Regions from separate parts of the Salmo salar genome. Here region 2 is linked to region 1. The links are chromatin contacts, called in public Hi-C maps. All regions are on one chromosome and are shown on one strand. Each heading gives the region's core, a stretch centred on a gene start, on an enhancer-like site or on the middle of the called end of the contact. The rest is flanking DNA. Distances are from core to core; before and after follow the strand shown.

What was found. Hi-C and Micro-C count contacts between places; a contact is called where the count stands out from the background.
Region 2: a contact with region 1 is called in a Hi-C map of muscle, with 5 times the contacts expected there. The contact joins the promoter of LOC106590441 here to the promoter of LOC106590443 in region 1. A contact is called at or near these places in 2 of 3 Hi-C or Micro-C datasets (gill and muscle).

What each region holds. Positions count from the first base shown.
Region 1 is chrssa29:26,286,836-26,294,716 of Ssal_v3.1, reverse strand. It overlaps LOC106590443 (phospholipid-transporting ATPase IB), which reads right to left and starts at 4,430. Exons shown (of 36, transcript XM_014181490.2): 1 at 4,094-4,430. The coding sequence starts at 4,244. It overlaps LOC106590444 (E3 ubiquitin-protein ligase RNF6), which reads right to left. Exons shown (of 4, transcript XM_014181495.2): 4 at 4,740-7,881. The coding sequence ends at 6,636.
Region 2 is chrssa29:26,424,587-26,432,467 of Ssal_v3.1, reverse strand. LOC106590441 (protein shisa-2) reads left to right here and starts at 2,966. Exons shown (of 2, transcript XM_014181489.2): 1 at 2,966-4,258. The coding sequence starts at 3,952.

The DNA of each region.
Region 1 (7,881 bases), core at 3,181-5,680:
TACCAGCCGTGGGACGGGAGAGAACAATACAGAGAGTCAGTAACGTAATGCCACTATTGTCCGGGGCCGGCCACACACAACAAGACACGTGTGAGTAAGTAATCGATGTGCGTGTGTGTAGGTGAGTTCAGGTGTGAGTCTAGAAGAGGCAATTGACTGTGTGTGTGTGTGCGCGCCTGCGTGTTTATGTAGACTGTGTGTGTGTGTGTGTGTGTGTGTGTGTGTGTGTGTGTGTGTGTGTGTGTGTGTGTGTGTGTGTGTGTGTGTGTGTGTGTGTGTGTGTTTCTACTTGTGAATGCTGTTGGAATGTCGTTGACATTGTCTTGAGTCCCATGAAGGTTGTACAACAGTGCTCCTCTGTGGCCAACTGATCACATTGCCTCCTGAAGATTTTCTGCAGCTCAATATATGCCAGTAGAATGGCCTTACTAAATAGCTCAGTGACTTTCAACGTGGCACCGTCATAGGATGCCACCATTTGTCAAATTTCTGCCCTGCTAAAGCTGCCCCGGTCAACTGGAAGTGCTGTTATTTTGAAGTGTCAACGTCTAGGAGCAACAACGACTCATCCGCGAACTGGTAGGCCACACAAGCTCACAGAATGGCCCCGCCGAGTGCTGAAGCTTGTAGCCCGTAAAAATCATCTGTCCTCGGTTGAAACACTCACTACGGAGTTCCAAACTGCTTCTCGAAATGGGTTTCCATGGCCGGGAAGCCGCACACAAGCCTAAGATCACCATGTGCAATGCCAAGCATCGGCTGGAGTGGTGTAAACCTCGCCGCCATTGGACTCTGGAGCAGTGGAAACACATTCTCTGGAGTGATGAATCACGCTTCACCATCTGGTAGTAAGATGGACAAATCTGGGTATGGCGGATGTCAGGAGAACGCTACCTGCCCCAATGCATAGTGCCAACTGTAAAGTTTGGTGGAGGAGGAATAATGGTCTGGGGCTGTTTTTCATGGTTCAGGCCCCTTAGTTCCAGTGAAGGGAAATCTTAATGCTACAGCATACAATGACATTATAGACGATTCTGTGCTTCCCACTTTGTGGCAACGGTTTGGGGAAGGCCCTTTCCTGTTTCAGCATGACAATGCCCCTGTGCACAAAGCGAGGTCCATACAGAAATATTTTGTCAAGATAGGTGTGGAAGAACTTGACTGGCCTGCACAGAGCCCTGACCTCAATCCCATTGGGATGAATTGGAACGCAGACTGCGAGCCAGGTCTAATCTCCCAACATCAGCGCCCGACCACACTAATGCTCTTGTGGCTGAATGGAAGCAAGTCCCCACAGCAATGTTCCAACATCTAGTGGAACGCTTCCCAGAAGAGTGGAGACTGATATGATGTAGCAGCAAAGGGGAACAACTCCATATTAATGCCCATGATTTTAGAATGAGATGTTCCAAGAGAAGGTGTCCATATACTTTTGGACATGTAGTGTGTGTCCCCAAAAAGACCCGCCTCAGACACACAGACAATAGCCTGATTTATATCATTATATCTTTATACATGGTAAACAAACCACACTTCTCTGGGGACTGTACACACACAGAATAGTAATGCGGCGGCAGGTATCCTGGCGGTTAGGAGCATTGGGACAGTAACCAAAAGGTTGCTGGATCGAATCCCGAGCAAGACAATTAACCCTTATTTCTCCTGGGTAGCTGTCAATAATGTCTGTTCCCTGACCCCACTCTGAGTGTCTCAGGGAGAGTGGGATATGCAAAAAACACATTCCCATGTCACACCTTACAGGTTACTCACTTGTACATACAATGAAACAAGACTATATACGCAACCCCTTACTATTATATAATCAGTGAAGAACTGTCAACATCTCCCTTAAATGTCACTGGGGGGGGGGTCCGTTAATAGGTCTATAGGGATAGTATGAGTGTTTGTTCCCGGATGTGTCGTCCTGTCTTGACTCCTGGGTCCTGACTGTCCTGATTAACCCAGAGTAAAAGTAATTTTCTGTCAATATCAGCTTTCCCTGGAATCTCTCACTCGAACCTGTTGGAGGAAAAACAGTCAGTCACACACAAACACCCGCCACAATGCACTTGTGCCAGTCACTCAAGGTCATTCAGCCACATGCATACCCTCTTCCAGGACAATCCCTCCAAAGCCCAAATGGAGCATCGGCAAACACAAAGTCATATTTGGCTGCATCACTGCCAAACCTGCCCCAGCTATCTCCCAAAACCCTGACCTCCTCCCCTCTAATCCCTGCAGCCTTGACCCAAAACCCTGACCTCCTCCCCTCTAATCCCTGCAGCCTTGACCCAAAACCCTGACCTCCTCCCCTCTAATCCCTGCAGCCTTGACCCAAAACCCTGACCTCTTCCCCTCTAATCCCTGCAGCCTTGACCCAAAACCCTGACCTCCTCCCCTCTAATCCCTGCAGCCTTGACCCAAAACCCTGACCTCCTCCCCTCTAATCCCTGCAGCCTTGACCCAAAACCCTGACCTCTTCCCCTCTAATCCCTGCAGCCTTGACCCAAAACCCTGACCTCCTCCCCTCTAACCCCTGCAGCCTTAAACAAAAACCCTGACCTCCTCCCCTCTAATCCCTGCAGCCTTGACCCAAAACCCTGACCTCCTCCCCTCTAATCCCTGCAGCCTTGACCCAAAACCCTGACCTCTTCCCCTCTAATCCCTGCAGCCTTGACCCAAAACCCTGACCTCCTCCCCTCTAATCCCTGCAGCCTTGACCCAAAACCCTGACCTCCTCCCCTCTAATCCCTGCAGCCTTGACCCAAAACCCTGACCTCTTCCCCTCTAATCCCTGCAGCCTTGACCCAAAACCCTGACCTCCTCCCCTCTAACCCCTGCAGCCTTAAACAAAAACCCTGACCTCCTCCCCTCTAATCCCTGCAGCCTTGACCCAAAACCCTGACCTCCTCCCCTCTAATCCCTGCAGCCTTGACCCAAAACCCTGACCTCCCCCCCTCTAACCCCTGCAGCCTTAAACAAAAACCCTGACCTCCTCCCCTCTAATCCCTGCAGCCTTGACCCAAAACCCTGACCTCCTCCCCTCTAATCCCTGCAGCCTTGACCCAAAACCTCTTATAGAAGTCACTCACTGACACGGTCAAAACGCCAATAATCATGCTAGGATTTTCCGTGTGTACATAGGCTAGAGTCCTGTGCAATGATGCTTTCTGCTGTCCCTGTGAAGCATAGAGGGCAAACGTGCATCTGTGACGCATTGTTTTTCTTCGGGGACAAAAGCATAATGAATAGCCCCAAAAGACCAATCACTATTCTGCACCAGTATACAGGCCCAGATAATAATGTCTCTATTATGTAGCCTAAACTAGCACAGATTTCGTGTTCAACTGTGTGGGTCCCGCGTGACCTCAACAGGTGAGATGGCCTTCCCGCTAGGGGCTTAGAATAAGATCCCTTAGTCACGTTCCCTTTAAGCAACGACTGTGTTAAACAACGGGCTCTCCCACGGTGCCGAACTGTAGCCTATGTGTCGGAATAAAGTATGTCCTGTCCTGACAGTTTGCACCCTTCACACCATTAACCCATTCGCCCTGGGAAAGTAAATCGGTTCCGTGGACAAATAGCCTACATAGGCATTTCTGTAGGCTAGTCTATTACGCGCACTGTTTAAAGTGAGGCCATGACATGTCGGTCCCCGCTCACCTACACTAACCTCCTCTCCGTCTACCGGTATTTACTGAATTATTTCACACAGTACGCTACGCTATACGAAGCATTCGACACTGACTCAGTTGAAGCGCTGAGCCCACAACCCGAGTCAGTCCGTGCCAATAGAAAATGAGCCCTGCACTGACTGTGTAACCTATGACAGGGTGCACCGCCTCCGTGCCGCAGTCCTGGGATAAACAAGGCCATCCCAACCCCTATAGTCCCAATAATATAGCCTAAAGCACATATATAATAGGACAGATTGCACAAATTGTTAATATAATCAATCAATCCGTCCTCGTCGCAATGTTTATGTCGCTGCCAGTTCGACCCCTATAATTACCCATGTAGCTGTACTGTAGACTACAGTACATGTACTACTGTAGACTACAGTACATGCGTCGTCCCCTCTAGACACGCTTACCGCCCTCGCTGTGGATCTTCTTCGATCGCCGGTTGAAATACATCCTGAACTTGTGCGGGTCTGTATCAGGCTGGAAGAGGGCGTCCGGGGCACTGGCATGCTCGTGGCTCACTGTCACAGCGGGGAATGCGGGCCCGGGACAAGGCTGCATTCGCTCGGAGATGAATCATAACTGACCAGTAGGACGACAGACCGTGGTGGGTCTACTTAGCAGCGACGAGGGCGCGCATAGATGCCATGTGTTCGTGCGTGCGTGCGGCTTCGTCCTCAGCCAAACTCACAAAAAGGATAACCTCGTTCCTTCGTTCAGACTCACTTTGCTTCAACTGGATATGCACGTAGCCAATGTGTGCCATAAGTTAAATAGTGTAACATGCCATGTGTAAAAATAGCCTAGTAACGCAGTAGCCATAGGCTGCAGGAGGCCAACACTGCACAGCTAGGTTAAATAGCATGCCAAACGGGTATAGGGAATATGACTATTAGCACTATGGTCATTTAATATTTGGATATTTAAAAAAATGAAGTGTTACATTCATCTAATTTCATAGGCCTAGGAGTAATTTATTGCCTAGCGAGGTCTGTCATAGGAGATGTGGATAAAACAGTGGTTCTGTGTGAGGAACACAAAGTCACACAAAATAACTCCAGGCATAACAAAGCTGTATTTAATTCCATTGTTAAGGAGCAGAGAAGAAAACCTTTGTATATTTATATTACACAGTAACAGAACACATTAATATTAACAGTTTATTGTTTTAATCTCATCACATAACAATAAGTATTCAATATCTCAAAGGATGTTTTTGATCTCATTAAATAGGAACAGAATAAATACTAAATTCGATGGCCACGGACCCTCCCACTCGGTCTTAGATTAACATTCAGGTGACTGATTAATGCTGCTAAATCATATGACATTCTGTTTTATCACTTCCTTCAGCCCTACCACACACACTTATTCATCACACTCACAGCTCCACAATGCACATACGCTCAGATTCTGCAGTATACAAAGAGCAATATTACCCAATTATCACACCCCTGTCTCATGGGTCTGCGTGACAAAAGTCAGGATTCAAATGACAGAAAACCCCTACACTGCCTGGACACCAATAACACTGGCCTCCAGTTCTCACCATGTTGTACTGTGGTGAATACTGCCCCTGGTGGTAACATGGTGATACTGCATGCAGGAAGAGCCAATTGAGATCTAGGCCAGGCTAATGGAGGAAGAAATCTGTTGTTCACTGATCTGAAAGGATTGGATAGATATAGAAAATGGTTGAGTGGAGCCGGAACCATTTTGCTTTCACCTATTCATTCCTTTCTGGTTTGTGAACATGGAAATCAGGCCATGACAGGCAGGTTCTACCAGAGCTGGGACTTTAAAACACAGACGTTAGAGGAGTGGGAGGTGAACTACTTTTTGATTAAGGGGGCATCTCTAGGAGACCAAGGGTAGAGGGACAACATACTACTAAGCAGATACTCTATTTCCCAACAGAGGAACTAATCATTGATGCCAAGGAGTAAACAAGGGAGAAAGAACAGCACTATAATGTTTAAAAATGTAACTATGCAAAACAGTCCTTCCTTCCCTCCATGTTATTGCACAACTCCTTGTCTAGCATCAACATTATTGGCCTGTCTCTGTAACAGACAAGTCCTACTACAAGTGCTTGCTGCTAAATCACACACTTTCCTGATCATCTTTTGCTTTAGATGTTTCTTTCTGACTTGGCGTACTAATATTTTTAGTGTCAAAGGCTGTAACGGAATGAAATGTTGAACATTCCCTGTGGATCTGTGGGGTTAGATGGCTAGGTTGAAATACACTGAACAGGTGGGCAGACAACAGGATCCTTGGGACCACTGACCAAGTGAAAACTCATTCAAAAGTCAATACACGACAGCCTTTGTCCACACAACGTCAAATCATAGAGGACACTTTGAAAGGAATGTCGGAGCTTTAAAATGGAGGATTCCAATATTAGCTTTAACTTAAAATGGCTGTTTCCTGCTTCTGCTTAAAATGCAAGGCGACTGAGAAGGACTTTCTCTTCTGAACCCCAAAACACAGGAGCCGGTGACATATTTACACGTTCAACCAAATCAAGTCCAGAGATGTGTCTGACTAATTACTGTAGTCTGGTTGTGACAGGGCGATGTCACAGCACATCAGGTAGAGGAGCAGCAGCTGGCTATAGTAGCTCATTAGCATAAGTCCTATCTTTACATGTGGACCTCAGTGACATCATGACAGAGTGGCCAAAGAGAAACAAGGAGGAAAGAAAAGAAAAAAAAAAAAGTGCTGAAAATAAAATACGTCTAAAAAAATAAAGCTTTGTTAATTCTCTGCATTTATAGTTTTTTCTCCCCCCCTCAATGGATAGCGCAATGATAAATGAAAACATTAAAGCGCTATGTACATGCACCGTCCACTCCGCTCGGGCATGCTCAGTTCAGCCAACAGGTGGCAAAGTGTAGCTGGTGGCGGTCTAGGGTCAGGGGGTTCTAGGGATCAAAGGTCAGGGCAGGGTCAGTCCTGGTGCACCGGGAGGATGGGCTGCCTGCAGATGGGGCAGGTGTTGTTTTCAGAGAGCCAGCGGTCGATGCAGTGGATGTGGAACTCGTGGGCGCAGGGCAGGCGGCGCAGCTTATTCCCCTGGGCATACTCATTAATGCAGACGCTGCAGGCGCGTCCCGCCTCTCCCTCCAGGCTAGCCTGGCCGTAGGTGCGAGTGGCCAGATTATCGATCTGCTCTTTGGTCAGGCCACGAGGGTGCTCCTCGTCCTCCTCATCGTTGAGCAGGAAGAAGTGGGCCAGACGCAGGATGGGCAGTGTGCCGTTTTCCACAAGGTTGTTTGTGTCCCTGCTCGTCGGCCGACCCTCATTGGGGGTGGGGACTCCACCGGCGTCACTCCCGACTAATCTCTCCTGGCCTCCTTCCTCCTCGGCCCCTGCCGCTCCCTCGGTCTCCACCTCCGCCCCTCCTGCCTGACCTTCCGCCCCAGTTCCACTCTCGTTGCCGTGGCTATGGTAGGCCTGTGTGGTGGTGTTTGCGTTGGGTCCTGCAGGGTCCTGGTGACCTGGCGTGCCCCCGGTGGTCTCAGAGTCAGCCTCCGTCTCCATGAGGGAGCTGAGCTCCCCGAAGCCGGTCATGATCTGTCTGAGGATGGAGCGCAGGGCGGTGGAGCTGGGCTCCCCCAGGCCCGTCTCACTGATCCTCCTCAGAGGGATCCGGATGGTGCTGACGTAGGTCCGGATCCCGGCCCGCTCCGAGCGGGAGATGGTGCGCCGGAAGCCTCCACTGTCACTCTCGAAGGTGACGGTATTCTCGGCAGCGCGGGCCCGGGAGCGGGTACGGCTGGCGATGCTGTCCCGGTCCCGGTTCTCTCCCGGTCGGATGCGACGCACCTGCAGATCCAGCATGATGGTGGGATGGCGCCGTACCCCTCCAGCACCCCCCGCCCCAGCCGTGTGTGCCTCTCCCTCCTGCTCGCCTGCCTCTGGACCAGGCTCTGCTACTACAGCCGGCTCTGACACGGCCTCACCGGTCTCCATGGAGACAGAAGCAGTTCCGTTGCTGGGCTCGGCAGTGTGGATATTAGAGCCACCATTTCCACTCCCACCATTAGGGGATAAGGTAGCTGAGTTAGGGGCGGGGTTTCTCTGAAGAGGGGAGCGGCTACGTCTCCTAGACGACCGGGAGGAAGTCCCACCTCCTGCTGCAGCCCTGCGGGTCCGGCCGCGGGAACGAGTCCTGCTGCTGCGTGGCTCATGC
Region 2 (7,881 bases), core at 1,717-4,216, 140 kb before region 1:
CTTTCAGGTTATGTCGATATAGGACTCGTTTTACTGTGGATATAGATACTTTTGTACCTGCTTCCTCCAGCATCTTCACAATGGGTGGCAGGTAGCCTAGTGGCCTAGTGTTTAGCGCGTTGGACTAGTAACCGAAAGGTTGCAAGATCGAATCCTCGAGCTGACAAGGAAAAAATCTGTCGTTCTGCCCCTGAATAAGGCAGTTAACCCACTGTTCCTAGGCCGTCATTGAAAATAAGAATTTGTTCATAACTGACTTGCCTAGTTAAGTAAAGGTAAAACATTTTTTTTAAAAAGGTCCTTTGCTGTTGTTCTGGGATTGATTTGCATTTTTCGCACCAAAGTACGTTCATCTCTAGGACACAGAACGCGTCTTCTTCCTGAACGGTATGACAGCTGCGTGGTCCCATGGTGTTTATACTTGCGTACTATTGTTTGTACAGATGAACGTGGTACCTTCAGGTGTTTGGAAATTGCTCCCAAGGATGAACCAGACTTGTGGAGGTCTACAATTATTTTTCTGAGGTCTTGGCTGATTTCTTTTGATTTTCCCATGATGTCAAGCAAAGAGGCACTGAGTTTGAAGGTAGGCCTTGAAATACATCCACAGGTACACCCCCAACTGACTCAAAGTATGTCAATTAGCCTATCATACGCTTCTAAAGCCATGACATCATTTTCTGGAATTTTCCAAGCTGGTTAAAGGCACAGTCAACTTAGTGTATGTAAACTTCTGACCCACTGGAATTGTGATACAGTGAATTATAAGTGAAATAATCTGTCTGTAAACAATTGTTGGAAAAATTACTTGTGTCATGCACAAAGTAGATGTCCTAACCGACTTGCCAAAACTATAGTTTGTTGAAAAGAAATTTTGGAGTGGTTTAAAAATGAGTTTTAATGACTCCAACATAAGTGTATGTAAACTTCTGACTTCAACTGTATTTACTGTACATGTGTGTGTGTATGTGTATATATATCTTGGTATATATTTTTAAATTTTAACTTCTATTATTATTATCATTATTGTGTTTTGTGGTTGAGGGGGGTTGATGGGGATGTTGGAGGTGCTGGGGGTGTGCTATTGAGGGCGAATGGACCTATTGGGGAGGGGATTCTACATGGAGGCACATTCAGTCATAATTTTGTTTATTATATTATTATACATTTTAAAAAATATATTAGTTTAAGAGTGTACTGTGATTATGGATATGCACTCATGTTGACTTATATGTTTGAACTTTCTTTTTCGCCCAGAGTACATCAGAGTCAAATACTTTCTATAGAACAAACTTCACGTCAGAATAGGCAACCGAAATGAATAATTAATGTATGTGTGTTATATTAAACATAGAGGAAGGTGAAAATGTAGGCAAGCAATTACTCATTTTGACAAAGAGATTTATTTATAGACTAATACACTTAAAACAAATAGCCAAACCGAAAAGTGCAGACATTACTAGTGCCTCCCCCGCGATCAAACCGACATTAAAAATAAAATGAAACGCAGCCTAACGTGATCAGAAATCTCAACTCGCAAGCAAGTCGCGGCAATGAAGAATTTAGTGCGTGCGCGTTCACGCGAGGGGGGGGGGGGTGTTCTGGCAGGGGGGAGCTGTTGTGCTGCGCTGTGTATCCAACAGTTGCGCGCTTCTAGGTAAAATAACTTCCCTTCCTAGTTACCAAGGACGCTATTTGACAGTAGAGCATGATGGGAAATGTAGTCTTCAACATAGCCACAAGTAAGGGGTGTAGTGTAACTAGTGGGTGCTTCAGACAGGGCTGAATAGTGAAAACAAAATGACCTGAAACATAGGCCAACTATTCATCACGTCCCCAAATAAAAACATAAACAATGTAAATAATTAGCATAATTTGTATAAATTATGGAAAACAATTTTATACTATCATGTGTACTAATATTTATAACCACCAGGTGGCAATGTCATCTAACGAATGATTTTCAACTTCACTAATGTTTCAAATGTGCTCGATGATTGAACAGTAGACCTACTCATACAGTGGTGTAAAAATACTTTAAAGTACTACTTAAGTCGTTTTTTGGGGGGTATCTGTACTGTACTTTTCTATTTATATTTTTGACAACTTTTACTTTTACTCCACTACATTCCTAAAGAAAATAATGTACTTTTTACTCCATACATTTTCCCTGACAGACAAAAGCACTCATTACTGAAAGCAGGACAGTAAAATGGTCCAATTCACACAGTTATCAAGAGATTATCCTTGGTCATCCCTACTGCCTCTGATCTTGTGGACCCCCTAAACACAAATGCTTCCTTTGTAAAGATGTCTGAGTGTTGGAGTTTGGCCCAGGTGATCCGTAAATTAGAAAAACATCACAATCTTGCCATCTGGGTTGCTTATAATAGGGCATTTTAAATTATTTATACTTTTAATTTGGATACTTGTGTATATTTTAGCAAATACATTTACTTTTGATACTTAAGTATATTTAAAACCAGATACTTTTAGACTTTTACTCAAGTAGTATTTTACTGGGTGACTTTTACTTTTGCCTGTTCATTTTCTATTAAGTTATCTTTAATTGGGTACTTTTTCCGTCACTGTACACATAGCATAACGAGGCCTATACCATAACTACTTTTGTAATTTTCTAGCTCTAGTAGAATACACCTTATTCCCATGACATGAACACTGAGCATGCAATAAGATAAGTAGGTAGGTAATGGTATTCACTTGATAAGGCCTATTAACATCCAACCATGTGTGCGTGTGTGTGTGTGTGTGTGTCTTGGCCATAGTTTTTATGCACACAAGTCAATTTAAGGTGATAATGTATGAGTGAGAGCTACTCTCGGCCAGCAGTCAATACGTGCACTCCATTCAACAATCAGGCCTTCCATTGTGCGCGCAGGGGTCCCAAGGGGGTAACCACACCCAACACCGCACGGGGGCTACCCTCGGAAAGCGGAGGGGCTCTTCAGAACTGAGCGCAGTGACACTTGTTCACACTGACAACTGGCTGGCTGGCTGGCTGAGCACTGAGAAGTCTAGGAACATGTCAGTGACCAATGCGCAAGCGGAAGTTTAACTGTTGCCCACCTTTCATTGAAACTGGACACGCTGATTCGAAGCGCTCTCGACCTAGATGGACTCGGACTGGGAGGCAATACTGTATGAATGGGTGCAAAATTGACATGTCTTGCACGGATCTTTCTGACGTAGACTATCCCCAAGAAACCGTGAATAACATGCTCTGTTCGAATTTAGTCTCATGGTCTACTTTTCTATATGTTAGTCTACTGTAGAAACGTTTGGAGGAGTTGATCGACATGCATTAGAAGAGGAGAAACACAACTTGCTGGGCTGGTGGACTGGACAGGACAGAGGAAGATTTCGTGAGAACACTCGCAGGGCGGTATGGATTACATGTAAAGCCAGTGTTGGTTTCGCTGCTATTTGGGGGAAAGTCATCCGAGAAGTGCATTTTCAGGAGAACATGGACAGCCTCGCTTCCGTGCCAGAGGGATTCCGTTCAGCCTGGATTGATGTTTCCTGGGACTCGCAGAGCTGAGCCGTGGAATGGAGAGTGAAATAAGCTCTATGAAAAAATAGGCTATTTATAAGATTGGTGTCAAATGTATTTATGTTCTGGGTATCATAGTTTATTTTCCCAAAAATCGTAAATAAACTACTTGGAATCTTGTGATAAACTTCGGACAGTGGATACTTTGAAAAGGGGCGCTTTGGTGACAAACGTGTGGATCTATTGAATTAGGCTATGCACGGAATTCAACTGTCAAATGACAGTTTCAAAGACGTTTTGTTTTGTCTCCACTTTGTCGCCACTCTTTCTTTAATTTCATCCATCCACCGTATCACTCCGTTAACCAGGTTCGAGCCGTAGAGAAAGAGAAATAAACCCTCAGTCTCTTATAGCGCGCCCACACGGGTACCGGGGTCGGGATGTGGGGTGGCCGAGGTCTCCCAATGTCTGTCATCGTGGTTGTAACTCTACTCCTGGTTATTATTGACGTTAAGGCGAGTGGAGAGTACTGTCACGGTTGGCATGACACCCAGGGCACCTGGAGAGAGGGCTTCCAGTGCCCGGAGAAGTTCGATGGTGAGGATGCCATCATCTGCTGCGGGAAATGCGAGCTCCGGTACTGCTGCTCCAGCACTGAAGCACGGCTGGACCAGGGGACTTGTGAAAACGACAAGCAAGCCCAGGAACCGGGCACCAACAGCAAGGAGAACAAGGATACGGGCGCAGGTAAGAACTCTGTCTCTCTGTCTGGCCCAGCACGGTCAGCTTTAGGGGCCATAGCAGCTGTGTGCCTGCCAAACGCTCTGCCTTAAGGCTGCAAAGCTCTCATTGTCTGCTCAAAATTATAATGTATTTTATAAACTAGATTTAATACTGACCTAGTTTAAATTGTATAACTTAATTGTTATACACCAGCAATATTGCATTTCCAAGTAGTTGAGAGTGAGGCAGAAAGAGTGGGCCTAATTGCCTAAGTTTAAAGGTTAGGCTACACTGGCCCAGGACTACAACAAATGACACAGGTCTAATTTAAGTTGGAGGTATGGGGTTCTTCATTATTTCAAACATTTGAGTATGTTGTAGTTTTTCCAAACACTATCTCTATCTGGGATCTTTACAATCGCTTAAATAGATGCAATAGGCCGATATCCCGCTTCAGTTGGCAGCGACAGCTGCAGAGGAGTTTGCCTGGTTACCCAGACTCCCTACTCCGGCCAAACGCTACGCCACGCCCACGGACATTAGTTTCTTCTCTGTAACGAGTCTGGATCTGAGTACCCCCAACGCTTCACCAAACGTGAACACATTCGGGGCAGTCTGATTGGTCAAGGAACCGATGGGTTGGGCCAGAGCCAGAACACACTTGTGTAAAACAGGAGTTTGAAAATTCTTCATTGGCTTTGATACTCTGATTGGTTAGAGATGACTACTTTGTTTTGTGCAATGCCCCTTGTGCCCCTTGTCAACACAAAGGACTTCAATGATGGTAGTCTCACAGCATGGTTACACCAGCCACAATCTGAACATGTTGATTTAGTCAAATACAATAATATATGTTTTATTGTCACATAGAACAGATAGGTACAGTGAAATGGGTTGTTTTACAGGGTCAGCCATAGTAGTATGATAGGTACAGTGAAATGTGTTGTTTTATAGGGTCGGCCATAGTAGTATGATAGGTACAGTGAAATGTGTTGTTTTACAGGGTCAGCCATAGTAGTATGATAGGTACAGTGAAATGTGTTGTTTTTCAGGGTCAGCCATAGTAGTATGATAGGTACAGTGAAATGTGTTGTTTTACAGGGTCAGCCATAGTAGTATGATAGGTACAGTGAAATGTGTTGTTTTACAGGGTCAGCCATAGTAGTATGATAGGTACAGTGAAATGTGTTGTTTTACAAGGTCAGCCATAGTAGTACAGCACCCCTGGGGGAAATTAGGGTTAAGTGCCTTGCTGAAGGGCACATTGGCAGATTATGCACCTTGTTGGATTGGGTATTCAAACTAGTTACCTTTCAGTTACTGGCCCAACATTCTAACCACTAGACTACCTGCCGCCATCTATTTTAGCACTTAGCTTCAGCAGAAGGTGGTTCATGCACGTCCATGTTCCCTTGAGCAAGGCCCTTAACCCTAATTGCTCCTGTAAATGGCTCAGGATAAGAGCATCTGCTAACTGACTAAAGTGTAAATGTGATGTGTAAATGTATGTTTCAATGCTCGCGCATGCAACGTGGCAGGTGAGGGTTGCATGAGTATTTAGGCTACAGAGACAGTGGACACCAGAAAGTCAACTAACTGCCCACTCACTCACAAATGGCAAATTGTGCTGCGTTGCGTTTTAAATAGCTGTGTTTGTTCTATCTCTAACAAAAGCGCGCGCCGCAGGGAATGCAGAGCAGGAGCTCTGTCCCCATGAGGATCATGTTTGGACTTGACCGGATCTTTAGGGCAGTGGTTCGCAACGGCGCTGACAGCTCTGTTCATAAAAACAAATCGCGATATGGATCATTTCCCCGCGCTTGCGTGTTGATTTCCATCCAGAACACCTCGAGAGTGGGGATCCCATGAGTGTTCCTGAAGTTTGCTGAGCTAAAGTGACGTCTGTTTGTCTGGTAACCTTCACATGATTTTCTGCGGGCTGGCCTTTTTATGTTGCGGATGTCTAGGGTGTCCATATAACCCATTGCCACGGAACGGAAGCCCCTAATAATGTCACATTGTAACCTGATCTCAGGTTTAGTATTAAATTACTATAAATAATTGGGTGTGATTGGAGGGACAGAGGTCATAACTCTTCATCATTTGAATTGAAAGTAGATTTGCTGAAAAACTTAAAGGTCTAAACTGTTATTAGGTCTTAATCTGTTGTTTCCAAAATGTTTCCATCTTTTTCTTAACATCAGAGTCTATAGGAAGAAAATAGAAATTACATAATTGAATTATGCAAAATGAGAGGCACATTTACTATGACTCCAAAATCTTGCAATGGTAATTTTTTAAATAAAAAAATAGTTGGCTAGACTTAGTCCAGATATTAAACATGTGCATCAACAGTGCATGCCTTTCTTGTAGAGTAACCAACAGTATGCTTCTCTCTTGGCATTTGTTGAAACAATCAGCCTTTATCACTCCAGAAAGAGCTATTTACATTTTCATACAGTGGACAGCGGCCAAAATAACTAAAAGTATGGAGGGTTTTTCTGCCAAGAGCCAAAAAGGAAGTATTTTGTCGTGCAAGGCACCGTTTGTACATTTTATACATTGTTCATCTACAGGGCAACCTATTAATCATGAAGCAAAGATACACACAGCCACGTCAATGAATAACCCCGAGGAGGATATTATATATGCATTAACAACAACAAACAAAGCCTAACATTCAACATTAAGGAACATGTGTGGGATTCAGAAAAGGAGAGTACCCCTGGGATTATCTGGCTGCGAGATATTTAAACTGACACTGTTGCTGTTCAGTAGGAAATAGGTCATGGTCTCAGGTTATTGATGTCGTAGTGTCTCAGCTTCAACCACTTCTGTAATCTATCTTGACTAAATCTAATCTAGGATCTGTTCAAATCAAATAACATTTTATTTGTCACATGCGCAGAATACAACAGGTGTAGACTTACAAGCCCTTAACCAATAATGCAGTTCAAGAAATAGAGTTAAGGAAATTTTTATTCAATAAAATAAAGTAAAAAATAAAATAAAAAGTAAAAAATAAAATTACAATAACGAGGCTATATACAGGTTAGTCGAGGTAATTTGTACATGTAGGTAGGGGTAAAGTGACTATGCATAGATAATAAACAGTGAGTAGCGGGGGGGGGGTCAATGTAAACAGTCCGGGAGGCCAATTGATTAATTGTTCAGCAGTCTTATGGCTTGGGGGTAGAAGCTGTTAAGGAGAATTTTGGACCTAGACTTGGCGCTCCGGTACCGCTTGCCGTCTATGAATTGGGTGACTGGAGTTTTTGACAATTTTTGGGGCCTTCCTCTGACACCGCCTAGTATATAGGTCCTGGATGGCAGGAAGCTTGGCCCCAGTGATGTACTGGGCCATATGCACTACCCTCTGTAGCGTCTTACGGTCGGATGCCGGGCAGTTGCCATACCAGGCGGTGATGCAACAGGTCAGGATACTCTCGATGGTGCAGCTGTAGAACTTAAGCCCCATCAATGTTAATGGGGGCCTGTTCGGCCCTCCTTTTCCTGTAGTCCACGATCAGCTCCTTTGTCTTGCTCACATTGAGGGAGAGGTTGTTGTTCTGGCACCACACAGCCAGGTCTCTGACCTCCTCCCTATAGGCCGTCTCATCGTTGTCGGTGATCAGGCCTACCACTGT